Linked DNA regions of Arachis hypogaea: region 1 is linked to region 2. A link is a contact called in public Hi-C data. All regions are on one chromosome and are shown on one strand. Each heading gives the region's core, a stretch centred on a gene start, on an enhancer-like site or on the middle of the called end of the contact. The rest is flanking DNA. Distances are from core to core; before and after follow the strand shown.

Region 1 (2,700 bases), core at 51-2,550, 140 kb before region 2:
TGAATTGTGAGGAGTATTCCATCTCGCGGGACAAATCCATTCGCCGGCACTTGCTCAACCCTCACCTCCTTGATTTCCTTCGACACTGTAGGTATTTGACTAACAGGAACCTTGTTATCTCTATCCTTTTTAGACTTCTTCCTTGAACTAAGGCAAAATGAGAGCACACAAAGGATCACTATAATGAATAATCCAACCGCAATTCCAATTACTTCCCAAACCTTAATACCAAAAATTGGAGTTTTCTTGGACAATTCAACTTTCAGATCAGAACCCATGTCTTAGAAAAAGCCTTGATGCCTACAATATATGTAACAAAACAAACAAAATTTGGATAAGAAAGAAACATTAAACAAATCGCATCAGCTTTCAATTTTTTTCGTTTAGTAATAGGTAACATCATGCATATATCAGACCCCTGGAATCTTAATTGATGGATACCATTTAACTAAAAAGCAATGTGAGCAAGCATCATAATGCGTTACAACAACACAATTAGGCTAAAAAAGGAAACAGAATATTCAGCACTTACATCATAAACCAACTTGTGTTACTAGATATTATTACATAAGCATAAACATTCTAAGTAATACAAGCATTCAAACATAGTCTTTCTAACTCTTACCTATCTGTACGGACTCAGATTCACAAGGTCAAAACCACAAATCTCAGATCTCTGAAACCCCTTAACATGAGTCACCCCTTTTACACAAAGAGACCAAACCCAAAAATCTCAGATCTTTGACTATGGGTAACACACAACAAAGAACCCAAATCTACCCAGTTCTCAAAAAAGTAAACTTTTTATATGGAAAACAGCGAATGCTTCCTGGGTATGGCAAATGTGAGTGTAAATCTGAACTTTCAGCGGTGGTGGATGAGAATTGAGAAGAAGTAGAAGAAAAGGGATGTGAAGTAGAAGAAGTCAGTGGTAGGTTTTGAGCTTAAGCAAATACAATAGATGCATTGGAATTTTCTCAAAATTTTCTCCAATGCAGTTAAAGAAAGAAAGAGAGAATCATGCAAATGCAAAACTTGCAAAGAAATGAAGAAATGGTTTGCAAACTCTGCATCTGCATCTGCTAGTTGCTATTGGGATATTCCTCAGCTGTCTGTCAGGAACATGACTGATGATTATTGCCAATTATTTATTTTTTTGCACCCTTTTTATTTATTTTTGGATTTGATTGATGGTTAGCTTTGTAATATTAGTTACACTCTTGTTGTCCGATACCTTAACGAGTGCCTCATAAGTCATAAGTTCGGAACAGGGTCCTTACGTTACTCATTACTCGAACCCAACAAATTAAAATTTATTGCACATTATTATACGCCGAATATTGCCCCGTCATTCTTATCCAACGCACTTTTGTTTTAGAGTGCTTCAGTGCTTTTTTTTTTTTTTTTGAGTTGGACTTATAAATTTTTAACTTAAAAAAATAATAATAAAATTGATAATTAGGTTTTTGAACATGTCTTGCTTAAAATTTCGTTAGTTTTGTTTTTGTGATTTTTTCTGTTTATATTATACTTGCACGTTAATTAATATATCATCATTCACTTCTAAAATAGGAATAATAATGCGTGAGAATTATTTAAAGAAAATTGTAATAAGGCATTATTTATTTATTTATTTACTTATTTATTATTATTATTATTATTATTATTATTATTATTATTATTATTATTATTATTATTATTATTATTAATTTTCCATGATATTTCCAAACTTGACAGAACAAAAATTAATTCGTCGAGAGTTTGAATTTTATTTAAGTTAATAAATTACAAGGTATGATTTGAATTCTCAATATTTGCTTAAATAGAGTAGTGAGCTTTTTTTATTATTATTATTAACAATGAGCTTAAAGTCTAAGGAAAAACAAACTAAAAGACATCAGCTCTTCAAAGTAAGATGTCGATAAAAAGGAGGGGCACGGATTCGGTATACCGTCCTCTTTTGGACACCGAAACGCCAAAAACTTATTTGGCTTATTGGTGAGCGTTTTCAATAGAAAGCCATTAGATCTTTTATATTTTTTTTTAGTTCAATGGTGAAGATTATCCTAAATGTAGTTTGATGTAATTGGTTATTTAATATCTTTTTGCAGCTTTTGTGTTAGTGAGTTGTTTGAAAAATATTATTTTCTTGATGGTTATTATTGTTATATCAGAAATATATGTGGGTTTATATCAAAAAATTAAGAATATGTAAGATTAAATTAATTAGAGCTAAACATTTTCTATTATGTTAAGTGCCATCTTCAACTCCTTCAACCTTTTAGCAGTGAAGCCAAACCGTCCATTCTTCAATACTTCCCTAACACTCTCCAACATCTCATTCGCCACAAGAACTATCCTCACAAACCTTTAACAGCTCCTTCTTCTCCTAATCTCTGCCACAACCTCGCGCACCTCGGCATCAACCATCTAGTCGGAGATGAGCTTGAGGACTCCGACGTGGTTGTCGGAGAAAAGTTGGGACTGAAAAATGGCGCTATTGGCGAGAAAAAAGAGTGACTCGAAGTTGTCGCAGCGGGAGAGGATGTAGGATTGGACCTTAGATCAGATCTGAAGGGAATACGATTAATCGCTAGATGACGAGGCGGAAATTTAGTGTGGAGAACAGCATTGTTGGATCGGAGAGGTCGTGCATCGAGAGATCTCATGACAGAGATAAATTCCGTAATCTCCACCATC
Region 2 (2,700 bases), core at 33-2,532:
ATCTGGTGAGATGTATGACCTTACTTTTGAAGTTAGTGGTCATAGATGCCACGATCTAAGTAGTGACGGTTAGGTCTGGAAAATGCCATTTCTTAAAGTCCTCCCATTCGGTAGCGATTTTCTTTGCCACATCTGTAACAAATTGAGGAGGAATCTTCGCTGGGTTTAAGTGATCTTCCAAATCGAGACTTTGGATGGTGAGTAATCTGAGATACCTCCAAGTTAAATAGTTGTCTTCATTCAAATATCAGCTATAACAGTGAGGGATTTTTTGGTGGTTGAATCATTGAGTTCGATTTCCATGATGAAACGAAAAAAAATTAAGAATATAAGCTCTTGATACCATAATAAAATATTGAGTAGCAAGATTGAATAGGTAGCATAACAAGATAGTGTAGATAAATAGTCCAAAAAAAAGAGAAGAAAGTGAACTTGATAAATTGAATATTAGAAAATGATATCACACTCTGTTTTCTAAAGAGTAAAGTTATATATATGCAAAAGTCAGCCCTAATTATGTTAGAAAGACTCCTCTACCCTCTAACTAATCATAATAGAATAGAAAATACATTCACTAACTTAGTTGATACTCTAACAAACACCCCTAACTAAGAGAGCAAGACTGTTTAAAAGAAAAAAAATTATTCTCAAATTTGCTTTTAATGCTTTTTTTTTGTCATTTTTCGCAACGCCTTTTTATGTCGAAATTGAACTTATATAAGGCCAACAAAATAGCAATTCAATACAAACGGATCTGAACCAATATAAGACTTCAATGCGGTAGCTCTATCCCTTTATAACCCAAAGAAAATCTGTGGTACCTAGGATTGGGCTGACCAAAAAAACCCAAAAAATGAAAAAAAAAATAGAAAATAGAGAAGAAGAACATTCTACATCAGACCAAAATGAAAAATAATCTGAAGAATATATGCACAAAAGCATCAAGCATGTGAACTTAGTTGCACTTAAGAATTTTTAACTGAAAAATAAATCAAGTTATTAGAATTAAGAAGTAATCCTTTTTGCATATACAATGCATCAGCCTTATCAGTTGTGACTGTGCAGCCACAGTGCCACATACACAGTTAACTGTTTCTCCCTATACTAATTCAAACATGCTTTCGGCTGGAAACCAAGTCGGATATTACTTTTGAATTTTGATTGAGTTGAAATTTGAAAAGGGAAAGAATGCCCTGCCGAATAAGACTACTGTTTTCCATGTGACTTGTCTCACCCATGTTGTCTATATCTAAATATTTTACGTTTATAAAGCCTCCTCATCTTTGCGTAATTAAATTAAGTATTAAAAAAGAAAGGAAAAGAGTCAGGTATCAGCTTACCTCATTGCTATAGGAGCACAAACTGAACCAAAATATACTTTTTTGTCCTACTCAGCTTAATAGACCCTTTCTCAATTTACCCATAACATTGCAATGAAAAAATACAAAGAAAACCTCCACACTCACTCTCTAAGTCACATTCCAAGTAGAAGAATAAGAAGACCTAGAGAAAACAAAGAAAAAAGAAGGAACATATTTATAATAATAACAATAATAAAAAAAAGGTGTGCATGAGACGGCCATTCATCGGTAATTTCTCCTTCTCAAAACCCCTTTTAATTTCTCTGCTTACTAAAGCAACAACACCACATAAATACATGTGCAATCAAACTTGAGGCCATGTGTAATGAGCGTCCCATTATTTTGCCATGCACATGAATCAAAGGGACCTTTGGCAAAGATATAGAACCCAAAAAGCAAAAAAGCATGGTTGATTCTCTATACTGTCTATCATACACAATAACAATTAACATTAGATTTTTTATCCTTTCCAACCCAATCCTTAGTCATAAAGCAAAATCAAACACATCTTTTTTCTTTTTATCATTACAACTCGGACTCTCTCTTTTTTGACACTTTTTTTCCCACTATCCTCTCACCTTTATCTTCAACACTCCCCCGCCTCTCTCGGCTTTTATTCTTTCTATGCTTTGCTATGTCTTTAAAGCACTTCCTCTGCATGAATTACACTGAAATTTCAACACACTCTCCTAATGGCTAAGGAAACTTCTCTGTGCTTCTTGTTTCTCTCATTTTTCATTACCTCATTGTGTTCTGGTAAGTAGAGTTGAATTCTGAAAGAAAAAAAGTGGTAGTAATGATTCTATTCAACTTGTTTATCTTTATTTTTGTGGTGAGAATTGATGTTCTTCATATTCTTGATCTTCTTGTTTCACCCTTCTATTTTGTTTGTGCAGGAGATTTAGTGGGATTTTCAATCAACGTGCTGCAATCGCGTAATCGAATCTTAGTCACAGATCATAGGATCTTGAACTCTCCAACAATCTCCGATTTCTCGATTGATTTCTACCTCAATAAAAGCCTAACTCAAAACTTCATCACTTCAAAACCCTGTTCACTAGTTCCATGGCTAAATTCCCACGTACTGAACTTACTTCCAAAACAAAACATCAAAAGTATCAGTTTTTCTTGTGGAAGTGAGTGCTTCACCAAGAATCAGATACCTTCACTGGTATCTTCTCTTAGATCAGTTCATTCAGTTCTAACTAACAAAGTAAAACTCTCTGTAGCATTTCCTTTGTCATTGTTAGAAAATTTGAAGAGCGCATCGCATGAGAGAGATCTAAGTAACATCCTTTCATTTATAAAGGAAACAAAATCTTATGTGATGATAGAGGAC

What was found. Hi-C and Micro-C count contacts between places; a contact is called where the count stands out from the background.
Region 1: a Hi-C map of an unstated tissue shows a contact between it and region 2, with 4 times the contacts expected there. The contact joins the promoter of LOC112710687 here to the enhancer-like site in region 2. A contact is called at or near these places in 5 of 8 Hi-C or Micro-C datasets (leaf and an unstated tissue).

What each region holds. Positions count from the first base shown.
Region 1 is chr9:21,987,875-21,990,574 of arahy.Tifrunner.gnm2.J5K5, reverse strand. LOC112710687 (probable receptor-like protein kinase At5g18500) reads right to left here and starts at 1,300. Exons shown (of 8, transcript XM_025763033.3): 1 at 626-1,300; 2 at 1-300. The coding sequence starts at 278.
Region 2 is chr9:21,845,178-21,847,877 of arahy.Tifrunner.gnm2.J5K5, reverse strand. It overlaps the pseudogene LOC112710684. Among protein-coding and RNA genes, the nearest start is that of LOC112710685, 12 kb to the left of the region's middle. Within about 2 kb of position 1,282, at least 2 of the 3 cell types and tissues checked have open chromatin away from gene starts, as enhancers often do.